Regions from separate parts of the Mus musculus genome. Here region 1 is linked to region 2. A link is a contact called in public Hi-C data. All regions are on one chromosome and are shown on one strand. Each heading gives the region's core, a stretch centred on a gene start, on an enhancer-like site or on the middle of the called end of the contact. The rest is flanking DNA. Distances are from core to core; before and after follow the strand shown.

Region 1 (6,646 bases), core at 2-2,501, 200 kb before region 2:
AGATTAAAGGTAATAATGTTTGCAATATGCTTAGACCACTGCTGAGCACATAGCACACCATATGTAAATGTTGGTTTTGATTATTCCTAATGGAGAGAAAAGTCAAATGAACTGATGTAAACTTCTCTCTGTCTCTATCTCTCTGTCCCTGTCTCCTTCTCTGTGTTTGTTGTTTTGTCTCTGTCTCTCTATATCTCTGCCTCTGTCTCTCTCTGCCTCTTGGTCTCTATCTCTGTCTGTCTGCCTCTGTCTGCCTCTGTCTGTCTGTAGGTCTCTCTGTCTCTCTGCCTCTCTCTTTGTGTCTCTGTGTGTGTGTGTGTTTGTGAGAGAGAGAGAGAGAGAGAGAGAGAGAGAGAGAGAGAGAGAGAGAGAGGTATATTTGAAGGTCAGAAAAACCTCAACCCGCACGTGCCACCTTGTTTGATCCAGGGTCTTGTGTTTTGCTATTGCACAGGCTAGTTGGTCCATAGACATCCCGCTTACCTGTCTTCGCCTCTATTTCATGGTAGGAACACTGGAAATACAGATGCACCATTGCTCCTAGCTTTTTATAGATTCTAGGGATCCAAATCTCGGTCCTTATGCTTTCATGACGAGTGTTTTACCCATTGAGGTCTCCTTAGTCCTGACTTAGACTTTTCAAATGATGATGCTAGAGTATTCAAAAAGGGAAGCAAGGAAACCATTTAGCAGATAGCTCAGATTATCTAGGGGAGAGATAACTTCCCTAGATAATCTCATGGGGTCCCACCATCTTTCTTGGTTTTTCCTTGGTGTATATCACTCTAACATTATGTTCTCTGGGACAGAAGATCCCATCAGCTACAGAGAAGTGAACTGCCACATATGCCTACCTCTATCACTACTTCTCTTCCTAACACTGTATGCACAGTCCCCTAAGCAATTATTGATATGTAGCCCTCACCAGAGTGAAAAGAACACCAGGGGTCAATCTCAGCATGTGGCAGGAAGAGGCATGTGCAAAGCCTAGCACTTTCCATGGGAGATTTACACGTTATACATGGTAACAGAAAAGCCCTGGGACTCTGCCTCAAGAAAGAATGCCAGCCTTCCCATCAGGGTGCCTCCTCAGCAGACCGGCAGGATTTTCATGCTCACTTAAGTCCTGAGGACATGGGAAGGCAATTCAAATTAATTTTTGAGGTCACAGCGCCAAACTTGGGCTGTGTTAGCCCACGGAAACATTAACAGGCTAATGTATTCCATCATGGAGAGAGAATCAAAGAGACTGTAATGGGGCTTCATTATATCCATCTGTCCATCCATCACTTCTTCCCATTGCTCACCACTTGACTTGAAAAATGAGACGCCCCCCAACTAATTAGATTTACCCTAATCTCCTTTATGGACCATCAATCCTCTTCAGAGGCCATCTGTGAGTTTAGAGTTCAGACCTTTAAGAATTATGCTAATCAGTCTTTCTCCAATTTAACGTGTTCATCTGATGACCACAATTTGAAGCTTCTGGCTGTGACAAATGGGAAACCATTGTGAGCTTTTGTTCTAATTTTAAACACTGTCATCTTCCTGAAGTGCCACATAAGGGATAATTTCTAAGAAAGCAGTCAAGAATGGAAGGATCTTTAAGCCAGGTAACATTTAAAAAGAAAAAAAGAAGGAAAAAAAAAAGAAGAGATAGGAAACCAGTGTGAGTGTGGGGAGAATTTTAATTGCTTTGTAATATTAGGACATAGTTGGCTCTCATTTGTATAATCAAATTAGAAGTTTCCAGAGGTATTAAATTATGTTATGATGTAGAACTGTAAATTTCATTGGGTATAAGATACAGTAAAACCAGCTCATGGGGGTGGGGAGGCACCAAGAGGGAAGTTATTGATGAGCAGATATTCTGCATTGGCAGGAGCCTATGGCCTGATCCCTAGAGGTGGGTGAAATATGAGGCAGGTTTCCATATAGGGTTGAATTTGGTAAGAACTCAGCACATGATATTTGCTGTAGACTCTTCTCCTGGTGGATGGAAATAACCAGCTACGCAATCAGACACAGGGCACACAGAAGGGGCAGTGGGACGTGGTAAATGAGTCAGCAGCTAGGTGTTGCAGTGTTACCCTGGATTAGCACTGCTTAAGCTTAAACATGCCTGGGAACCTCTTGGAGATGGTGTTAAGTAATTGTCTCACCCCAGTAGATCTGGTGTAGGGCTAGGGGCAGCATTTCTAACAAGCTCTCAGGTGAGGCCATACTGTAGGTCTATAGACAGAAAATGTCACGAACTTGGGGACTAGACTAAACTGAAGTCCTCTCTCTAGTGTTGTAGCCTCTGGAAAATGACTTTCTGCTTGTTCATTCTTTTAACAAGTATTTACTGAATCTCAGCAGTGGGATAGAATCTATGCCCAATTTAGTCCCTGGAACAGGAAGAGTGTCACAGTTCTGGGGCTTCTGGTCTCCTGCAGTAAGTCAGGACGTAAGAAAACAGTGAAATGTGTATGGATAGCTCTTGTAACTACACACTTGCCGTAGCATAAGAGTAGCCAATGAATAGGGAGACGCTCCCATGTATATGGCAATTCTTAAGGAATTCCACAAGGATTACCCCTCACATAACCTTTATCACACTGTGTAAGACAGGTCCTCTTATCCCATTTTTAGATACAGGCACTGAGACACAGACAGGTGAGTTGCTTTGTCATCCTTTAATACAGGTAAGTAAAGGATTACAGATGTGATTCTAAGACAAAAAGTCCCATCTGGACCCAATGCTTTTGATTGCAACAGGCCAAACGGTAACTGCTTGAGGGTCTGTTCAGTTTCTGTCACAATCACTCTGCTGCTGTGGTACCCACAGACACTGGAAATGAGTGCTACCAAGTTCCAGTGAGGACTGGGATTTGGATGCCAGAACCCATATAACAAACCAGGCATGTTCCAACATGGGCTTATAATGCTATCACTGTGGAGGATGGAGGCAGGAGGATTATTGAGGATTGCTGGATGCCAGACTAGCTGGAAACAAAAACAAAAAATGTGAGCTCAGATTCAGCAAGAGATCTTGACTCAAATAAATAAGATGGAGACTGATGGAGAAAGATAGCCAACATAGTCCTCAGGCCTACACCCACATGTGTGTGCGCGCACACACACACACACACACACACACACACACACACACACACACACACACACACACACAGGTCCAGAGATATACATACACATAAACACACACACACACACACACATAAGGCCAGGCAATATTCTATTTCACAGGACTCTCATTAGAATGATGTTTATCCTTAAATATGCTCAGATGTAGTTTACCGTGGATAAGATGCCTCCCTTGATGGGGTTATAGTTCCCTATGTTTCCATGTTTGTGTAACTTTATTCATTTCTTTCTTCTTGTTCTGCTGATTTCACTCCTGGACCAAGGGTTTATTTCTTCTCAATAATAATTTCCCTTCAGCATCTACAGTCTATGTGGAGTAGATCTATTTGTTGTCTCCCCCCCCCCATACCATGACATCTGTTTTCTGCCCACTTGTTCATTTTTCTACTCATTATATTGTTATTTGTAATTTCCCCCGATGGCTTTCATAATTGGCAGATAATATTTGGCCTCTTACTCTCTTTTTAGAGATGGGATGAAAACATGATAACATTGCTACTCTCACTCTGAGAAAAGGTAAATTCCCTTAAGATGTAGGAAGCAGGTGTTCCCAGCAGTCACTCTTGTTTGAAATCAATGGCTCTGGATGCACACATGAAAAGAGGAACCACTTCCATTTTCCTTAAACTGTGGGACATTAGAAGGAACATACTATTTTATCCACTTCTGAGATAGGATTTTCTCAGGATCCTGTATCAACAAGAACTGTGGCAGTGACTATAGGCATGAGCTCCAGTGTCAGTCCTAACTGTGGACTCTGGTCCTGCCACATGATAGCCTTGTGACCTTGGACACATCCTCTGGCTTTTCTGTGCCCTGGCTGCTATGAAATGGGGAGAAGAGTAAGACACTGTTGCTATAACTAACCATACATTGGCACTGGCTAAGACACAAAATAAATGTATTGCCTCCCAGCTCTAGAAGCTAGAAGTCTGTGGTCAAGATGTCAGCGATGTTAGCTCCTCCTGGGCTGGGTGGGAAAAATGAGATCTATGCCCCTCATCTGCCACACAGTCCATTGGCAACTTGATATACCTCCATTGGTGAATTCATTGCCCTCTACTCTGAGTTCCCTTCATATGATATCCTCTGGTATTCATGGTTGTCTCTGTCCAATGTTTTCTCTTGTAGAAGGATACCAGTCATACTGAATTAAGGCTGATACCTCTAATATAATGTGGCTTCCTGTAAAATCCTTATTTTCAGAGGAAGTTATAATCTCAAGTATTGGGAGGCTGGATTTCAGCATGCCTTGGACAGACACAAATGAACCAACCCTCAAGCACATATGGACCACTGAGGATTGTTAGGATCATTAGATGAGACAATCTGAGCCTTACATAAGTGTGAAAATTTAACATTCCTCTCTCAGAGCCAGAAAACTGACCTTTCTCACAATTCCTGAAGTTTCCCTGTATTTCTTCTGTTTCTCCTTTTCTCTCATTTTTCATGAAACAAAGGGAAATAGAAAGGGCAGAGAAAAGATATTATCTCAGTATAGAAGGCTCTGCATTCAACCACGAGAATACACAAAGCTATTCCAGTCTAATTCATTTGAGAAGCTATTTAAAGTAGCCAGATGATTTTACTTGACCAATTTTAAAACCATAATATTTATCCAATGGACTTTTTTTTTCCTTCTAACTTTCTAACCATGTTTGAGAAACCATGTTATTGGAATCAGATAAGCTGGCTCAACATCTTCAGAATCCGTGTGTACTGCTATGGATCTGAAACATAATTATCAAGCTTAAGTTAATTAGACTAATGCTCAGAAAGTCTGGCCTGGCAGCTTACACTAAGTAATTATATATACTAATTAAAAATGGGTCTAGGGAGATGGCTTAGCAAGTAAAGTGTTTGCATGCAAACAAAAGGACCTGAGTTCAGATCCTAAGACCCAGCAAAAAGTTGAGATCCCGACATAAGTGGCTATAACCCTAGGGCAGGGCAGAGTGTGAAAACAGTGGTGATGACTATCATCTAGTCTAGCCTACAACTCCATGTTTAGAAAAAAATTTAAAATAGGATGAGGTCAGAATGACTGAGGAAGACATCCTTATCTTAACATTAACCTTTGGCTCCTGTTGGTATAAACATGAGTGTGTGCTCCTAAGTACAGGGTCACACATGCATGGATGTAGGATGTAGCATACACTCACACACACACACACACACACACACACACACACACACACACACACACACACAAACACACCCTTAAAAAGTATAATTCACAGAGAGTAGAGGCAAACAAAGCACTATTCAACACAACCTGTGCATATGTACATCTAAGGTGCCATGTGGTGTGGAAGGTACATACAGTGAGAAGGGACCTGCAAATATCATTCCAAGTCCTCTACAAAGCGTGTCTTCTAGTTGCTTGCCCTGTTGCTGTGATCAGTTATGTATTGAAAGCAATTTAAGGAAGCAGGGGTTGATTTGGGCTCACAGGTCAAGGTTGTAGTTAATCGTGGTGGGGCAGCCATGGTGTCAAGAGCATGAAGCAGCTTGCCACGTTGGGTTGCATGTCAAGAGGTAGAGGTGTGAATGCTGCTCCTCACCTCACCTTATTCTTCTTATTCAGTCTGGAAGCCCATCTCATGGAATGGTGTTACTCACGTTTAAGTGGCACTTCCTACCTCAGTTAATTCAGTCTAGGAACATCCTCATAGGCATACCCAGAGGTCTGCATCACAAGTGACTCTAGGGACTGTCAAGCTGCTCATCAGTATCAACCATAACAATCAGGTACTTATGCCCGCTTAATCAGTGGAGGGTGTGCAGGTGTCACTGCAGGGACATCTCAAGATGGTGACTAGCCATGGGTTCTCACTGGCTAGTAGACCATCTGAAGTACCCAAAACCCTGAAATGCCAACTCATTGTCCTTTCTCAATCTTCTCATTCAAATAATGGTTCCCGTGGAATAGCCAGAGGTTAGCTTGCTTGTCATTTTCAAGCTCTTAAACAGTGCAACTGTCACTATCAGAGTAGACAATCAACCCACATGTAAGTGTAGGTATATCTTTTCTTTGCCTTTCTGTTATTTTTTTTCTCCAGCTACCTTTAAAGGGAGAAGAATGTAGCTACTATGATTTTAGGGACAAAGATGGGTTAGGAGGGGATATTCAAGAGCTGGCTGTCTATCCATATCCTTCATAACTTTATTGTTTCATCAAACTTTGATGAATAACTCTCATTAAATTTTCAGGTTGATGAGGGCTATGAAGAAATCTTATGTGTTCTGTATATCTGTTCTAGCATGTTTCTCTTCTTGCCTTAGCATTTTGCAGTTTATAAAGCATGATCAACTCATTATTGGAGGCCAGGGGCTGGGGAGACATGTATCATCCTCCTGAGTAGTCTTTTGTGACCAGTTCATTCAGATAGAAAGCACTTCACAGGCCCTCTGCATGTTTGCTTGTGATTTTGTAAGGTCATCATTATTAGGGTATTAGATTTGCAGTCATTGTTAAAACATTTGATTGAACTATAAT
Region 2 (7,185 bases), core at 479-2,978:
CCAAAGTCCTGTCTGCAAACAGAAATGAAGCTGCATAGGTGGGAGTAAGGACCTGAAGAAGCTCCTTGCTGAAGTAGAAGCTGAAGCTTCAGAGGTCTCTGCCTGACTGGAGAGAGAAACACGGTTTCCTTTGCTTCTGAGACAGAGCAGAGACATGCTCAAAAAAAAAAAAAAAAAAAAAAAAAAAAGACAGGAGGTCACTCTACTGAGACAATCATCTTGCATGCCCATTTGTACCACCAAATAGTCGATGTCTCTAATACTGTGGAAATATGAGGTGATCTTGGGATATTAAGTCTGTTAGTAGCATCAATCTGGAGACTAACCAACTGGGACTGTTCAGTGGCAGCGTGGGCATAAGCTCAGAGGCAAAACCCATTTAAAGGCAGAGAGACAGAGAACAGACCACCCAGAAAATGCCCTACCAGGCGAAAATCTCAGGCTAAAGAAGATGCCACCATGAAACCAAGAAATACACAGAGGCAAATTCAGTCAGGCAACCATGACAGGAAAGACAGGAGGCCACTAATAGGAAAGTGGCAGATATGAGTGCTGGAATTAGCAAGTGACATTACTAAGCCTCACTGGGCCTCATTTCTCTTACCAGTGACATGACTGTTAGGCAGTTCCTACCCACCAACACTGCTGTGGATTTTAAGTAACCAAATCTGGTTTTCCATTTGTGTGTGTGTGTGTGTGTGTGTGTGTGTGTGTGTGTGTGTGTGTGTGTGGTGGGGGTTGGCCTGAGGACTGAGGTAGATACTCTCTACCATACCTTGAGGCAGCATCTCTCAGTCAGACCCAGAGCTTTCCTATATGGTTGGTCTCCTTAGCCAGCTTGTGCTGGGAAACCCTGCCTTCCAGGCAGATTGCCATACTCAACTGGCATCTGCATAGGTTCTGGGGATCTGAACCTGCATCTTCACACTTGCAGAGCAAGGGCTTTGACTACAGAGCCATCCCCATGGCGCCCTGTTGTGGGATTTTAAAGCTTCTTTCATCATAGCACCCAATGCAGAGTAAGTGCTGCCAGCGTTGTAGCTGCCATTGTTGGTAATTTAGTGTACAATCTGTCTTGTGTTAAGTTTAGCTAACCAGGGCATGGGAAAATAGCAGAATTAACAGTTAAATGGGATGGCAACCATGCTTTTACTTAAGATAACGACCTTTTCATTAAACTAACTCTTAGTAGCTCTTGCCCTGACACACTAAGCATGTGCGTGCTGATTTAGCCTCAGGGTTTGGCTATACAATCAGTGTGTATTCTGGCATCTAGTTTGTGTTGTGGGGCTAAAGCATGATAGTGCCTGTAAAACTCTATTGTTTCTCATTATCAATATCATTAAAACACTAGTAATACAATACAACAGTAGAGAGTCGAATAATTCAATTTAAAGTCTGCCAGTCAAACACAGAGGGAGGACTCAGCTGAAGCCCTTTTCCAAAAGGAAGTTAAAATCAATTTTGATCTTTTTCTTTTTTGGGGGGAGGGCTGAGATAATAAGATAAAAGTTTTGTAAATCACAACACATATTTCATCTAGTGTCTACAAAAGCAAAGGTTTTAAAGATCTTTCAACTTGTCGTCTCTAAGATATTTTGACCTCTACTTTTTATATTACCAGCAAAATAGGCAATTTGTCTTTCAGATTTAAAGCAAGACACTGTCTGGAACGCAGGGGAAACTGCACCATCTGCTGGCCGGAGTGGAGAACTGCTGGGAAGAGGACACTTTCTGCTGAGGAGGTAGAGTTTCTAGCTATGGGCTTGCAAATGGAAAACCCAGACACAGTTGGAGTCTCTGAAAGGTCACAGCTTGAATCACACTGCCATGCTGCTTCTCCTGTGACAACTGGCTCTTGCTTGTCTCTAGGAACACCATCAGCCTTTTCAACTCAAGAAGCAGGAAGTCATCCAGTGAGAGCCAGCTGGGTGTTCTGATAACTGGTTTCCTTGCTTTGTCCTTTGGCCTGGCTGGGAGTGCATCAGAGCCTGTGTTCCAAGGCCTGTGCAGTTTCAGACCAGCACAGGGCTCCAGAGTTCCTCTGCCTCTCCCTTCTTTTCCGTAGGGTTTCAGGCCTGTGGGATTGCAGCCTATAGAGGAAGCCAAGGAATCATGCCATTGGAGCTGAGTGAACAAGACACCTGCTGCCTGTTCTGTTTTGGGGTTCCACCTCTCCAAGGCACAGAGCAACTCAGGTGGCCTCATTTTAAACAATTTTCAAACTCAGAAGGCTTTACATACAGTAGAAAGTTCTGGACACAGGGCAAGCTGTGCCTTTGAGACTGCTTCTGAGCCCTATGTAGATTCTGGATATACTGGCTAGTTTTATGTGTCAACTTGCCCCAAGCAAGAGTCCTGAGAGAGGATGGAGCCTCAGTTGAGAAAATGTCATCATGAGATCCAGCTGTAAGGCGTTTTCTCAATTATTTATCAGTGGGGGAGGGGCCAGCTCATGGTAGACGGTGCCATCCCTGCAGTGATGCTTCTGCGTTTTGTAAGAAAGGGGGCTGGATAAGTCATGGGAAGCAATCCAGTAAGCAGCATCTCCCCATGGCCTTTGCATCAGCTCCTGTCTTAGGTTCCTGTCCTGATTGGGTTCCTGCATTGACGTCCCTCAGTGATGAACAGCAACATGGACGTGTAAGCCAATCTTCCTCAACTTGCTCTTTCGTTATGATGTTTCATCGTAGCAATAAAATCCCTACGACTCTGGCCAATGTGCTAACTACTGTCACATGTGCGTTTGTATATTAATAATTCATGTAATTCTCTAAACAACCTCATGAGGATGATTCCAGTGAAATTGTCATTTTAAAGACAAGGAAACTGAGGCAGGCCATGTTCTTTTCAACGATTCAAAGAGAAAGACCACCGACTCAAATCATCATGGCCAGATTATTTAAAACAAACAATTAAAGCAAGCTTTTATTATTATAATTATGATTCTTATTTATGTACATAAGCTGGGCTGTCTCCCTCTTAAGGCAGGGCTCAAGAGATCAACACTGTATGTGAGGAAGGTAAGATGTTTTTAGCTCTGAGGGGTAGGGGATTTCCAAATAGGGGATTTGGCAGGCAAAATTGGCAGGGTTACAGAAGCAGAATAGAAGCATAACAAGTTGGCCATAACATACTCCTAAAACAAAAGCATGATTTCAAGTTGGTCATAATAAGGGGGTCATAACAAGGTAGGCGTCACAGCAGATGGTCATAATAACCTTCTGAAACAGAGGCACGGTTGCTGTTTCCTGGAACAGATAGTCCAGAACCATTTTTAGTTAAGGTTATAGGTGGGGCATAGCCCAATCCTCGAGAAATAGCATTTTATTGGCATTTCATTTAACGGCTTCAGGGATCTCAAAAGCAAGTATATCGAGCTTCTGGGGCTAAAGCAAGCTTGCCGGGAGCCCTGACGTGGCATGCAGGAAGAGAGCCTAAAGGAGCTCCTCCAACTGCACCATTAGGCAGTGGCAGACTCAGAAGGCTAAAGGTGCCCTTCAAGGATAGTCAGTTGGTGGAGTGCCTGCCTACTGTGTTGAAGCGCTAGGTTTAATCCACAGCATTGCATAAACCTAGCTATGGAGGCTCATGTCTTTGATCCCAGCAAATAACAGTAGAGGCAGGATCACCCTCAGCTAAGTTCCAAGCTAGCCCGCACCACACAAACCATCTCTCAAAAACAAATATGTTCTAATATTTTTTTTTAATAAAGTAGGGGGAAAACAAAGGCCTCCTATTGGCTGAAGTCACCCTGAAGCTTTTCTTGAGTTTTGCAGATAGCAAGTCTGAAATGAGTCCCCGACTTACAGGATACTAAGTCAACTGGCAGACTGTGCTTCTCAGACTCGTCTGACTAGGCATTACAACTGTAGAACAAAAAGAGAAACACAAGCTGAAGTGCAATTTCAAATGACGGCCTTTCTGGGATTATGGGTGGCCAGGAGCTGAGCTCTGGGTCTCCCAGTGGCTGCAGTTCCCAGCTGCTTCTCAGAGTTGCTGTGGGCTGTGGCGACAGTGCACATTTCTGCCTCTGCTGACACAAGACACTTTAGACTAGCTTTGCTTCAGACATTTCTCCCCCATCTACTGGGTATTAACACAGAATTGACTATTAACTCATCACTAGAAGCAAAGAAACACCCTGCCTGTTTGGAGGAGTCACCCTCCAGAGGTGAACATATGTTGAAACTGTATTCTGCCATAAGATATATGTCAGAGTATTCTTATCTTCACCCCTCCCAAAATAAAGCAACTAAGTTACCCTTTACTTTTCATTCTAACATTCAGGCTACCTTAACATGTTTCTTAGCCTACCAATTTAAAAATGCATATTTATTTTACTTTAATAATCATGTGTATTCATGTGTGTTGAGTCAGGGGTGGGAGTGGGTGGGTGATTATGTGTCTTCATGAAGCGTCTCCAGAAGCCAGAGGTAGCAGATCCCTCGGAGCGGGAGTTACGCATGGTTGTGAGCCACCTTCCATGGGTGCTGAGAACTGACCTGGAGTCCTCAGAAGGGCAGCACAGTCTTCTCTGGGACATTGTCTAAAACATTACTGGTCTCTACTGCGTATATCATCAAAATCCATAAAACTCAAAGGATTCCTCTGACAGCCAAGCATTGATGAGTTGCTCAAGCCTCACAATCATTTTGACTCAATTATTTGTGTAGTAATTCATCCATAGCACTACCATGGACCTACTAGTGACCTCCCAATGCCAGGCAACTTATAAGAGTTGCTACTTTAGACAAGATCCTGCTTCTCAGGAGTTGACAATGGAAAAGATTGAGAGTCACAAATCTTATCTATAAAGATCCCATCTGCTACCTTAAACTTCCACCATCTGTATTAGTCAGTACATTTAAAATTCCCTACCTACCTACTAAGAAAGGCAATTCCATATCTTAGCCACTGTGAGAAGAACTACATTAAACATGAGAGTGCTGGTTTGTTGTTTTTTTCTTTTTTTTTTTTTTCTATGTAGGTTTCATTTCCTTTATCTATTAATAGCAGGTTCAGAAGGAATGTGGCCCTGCTGACACACTGATTTTCAGACTTGAGATCTTGAGAATGGTGAGATGGTAAATTGATCTATTTTGAAACTGGTGAAGTGCAGAGATTTGCTTGCTATGGTAGGGACAACAGACCGAGATGGCTGGGCCAACGCACAACTCAACAGAAAAGCAAAGCCCGAGTTCGAGTTGAAAGTAGGACCCAAAGAACTTGGGGGTGATAGGAAATGGGAAAGTGAGGGCGGTGACCATGTGGAGGTGACCATGTGGAGGTGACCATGTGGAGGTGACCATGTGGAGGTGACCATGTGGAGGTGAGCATGTGGAGGTGAGCATGTGGAGGTGACCATGTGGAGGTGACCATGTGGAGGTGAGCATGTGGAGGTGAGCATGTGGAGGTGAGCATGTGGAGGTGAGCATGTGGAGGTGAGCATGTGGAGGTGAGCATGTGGAGGTGACCATGTGGAGGTGACCATGTGGAGGTGACCATGTGGAGGTGACCATGTGGAGGTGACCATGTGGAGGTGACCATGTGGAGGTGAGCGCGCTTACAGAGCCATTGGCATTGGGGCCTTTGGCAGGACAGCAGGGGATTCAACTAATGAAAAAGACCAGGGACAAGAAGGACAGATCCTTTAAGGTCAGGCCCTTGCCTGCTGTGCTGTGTTACTATTTTCATGCTGAGAATGACAGAAAAGTCAGTTGGGAACAAAAGGAAGGAAAAAGTCAGCCTCACAGAGCTAGAAACTTCTGCAGGAGACAGACCTCGGGACATTCAGGAAGGCTGAGCAGCGGTAGGATGGGAGCCTGGTGGATGGATATTTCACACATGGCCGAGGCACGGGAAGGGTACTTGACGATGTGAATCTGCTTTAGGAAAGAGGAAGTCTGCTAGACCCAACTAAAAGAACACAGAAATGAGTATTACAAACACAGGGAGCTATCTGGGGACAGTTCGGTCACATGGGTGCCAAGAGCAAGGTCTTAAGTCTCCACCTGCTGTGGGCATAAGCTCTGCACTTGTCTGGGCAAGCCAGGCTGCAGCAGGGGTTGCCCTTCAGAGGAATGCATAAGCTTTGGGGACTTCCTTTAGAGGAATCACACCACAGACGAATAAAAGGTTGGATGTTATTTTAATTGAATTTGTTTTCAATTTATTTTCTGCTATCTGGGGAAAAGCCTTTTACACTCACATCATCTGATTCCTTTTTTAACTGTGTCCATTATCACCATGATGAGCTTTTAACACATTAGCGCAGCCCTGTTTGTTGAAGAGTGATTCATGCTGCTCAAATCAATAAATAGCAAAAGCATAACAGAGCACTGAACCAAGCCACTGACCCAAAGTGTAAATGGGAAACCTGGGTTCTACTTCCTCAAAAGAGGCTGTTCTGGTGCTCTCCCAAATCCATGGTTTCAGGAGGACATGCAGAGATGCTGCATTCCAAACTTCATTTCCCCACGGGCTATCAAGCCAGCAGAGATAACTGTAGGAAGCCCTGGATGCTGCTCTGCCTGTAATAGCCCTTCTTCTCTTGGTCTCAGAGAAATGCTGGGACTGAAACAATATGATACCTTCCTACACACATGTTTACCAGCAAAAGAGAAATATTAAGCATGAACTCATGACTTTTTTTAAGTTACAAAGGAAGTGAAGAATAGAAAGTTTTGATATCTACACTTGGTGGTGGTGGTGGTGATAGGGTTGGTCTTGATGGTGTTGATGATGTTGTTGTGGTGGTAGTGACGGTGGTGTTGTTGATGATGCTGTAGTGGTGGTGGTGGTGATGGTGTGATGGTGTGATGCTGATAATGGTGCTGCTGTTGATGATGATGATGGTGATGGTGTAGTAGTGTTGGTGATGGTGGTGGTGCTGCTGCTGGTGGTGGTGGTGGTGTGTGTAAAATTTCTATGTACATAGTGATCATTGTCAATTTTACAGTGGCTTATCAGACTTACTAAAATTCAAATTGCTTTTCAGATTATAACAGAAATGTCTCTCTATGTAACATATTTTAATCCCAACAAGGTACAGGATGACATTGGTGTAATCCAACATGGCCAGGGAGCAAGAAAGGCATTGGTCTTCAGTTAACCCAGAACCTGTTCCTGTCTGACCTGTTGTAACCAGATAGTATAGCTTGGGTGTTTTATAAAGACTTACCC

What was found. Hi-C and Micro-C count contacts between places; a contact is called where the count stands out from the background.
Region 1: a Hi-C map of the N1E-115 cell line shows a contact between it and region 2, with 4 times the contacts expected there. The contact joins two enhancer-like sites. A contact is called at or near these places in 1 of 15 datasets of contacts at CTCF or cohesin (the NIH/3T3 cell line) and 3 of 484 Hi-C or Micro-C datasets (the N1E-115 cell line, embryonic fibroblasts and liver).

Annotation. Positions count from the first base shown.
Region 1 is chr14:9,592,211-9,598,856 of GRCm38.p6, reverse strand. The region is part of intron 5 of Fhit (fragile histidine triad gene); the gene reads left to right. Among named protein-coding and RNA genes, the nearest start is that of Gm41096, 66 kb to the right of the region's middle. Within about 2 kb of position 1,251, at least 7 of the 459 cell types and tissues checked have an H3K27ac peak or open chromatin away from gene starts, as enhancers often do. A contact at or near this core is called in the N1E-115 cell line, where this site is marked.
Region 2 is chr14:9,388,169-9,395,353 of GRCm38.p6, reverse strand. No RefSeq gene overlaps it. Among named protein-coding and RNA genes, the nearest start is that of Gm41097, 57 kb to the left of the region's middle. Within about 2 kb of position 1,728, at least 25 of the 459 cell types and tissues checked have an H3K27ac peak or open chromatin away from gene starts, as enhancers often do. A contact at or near this core is called in the N1E-115 cell line, where this site is marked.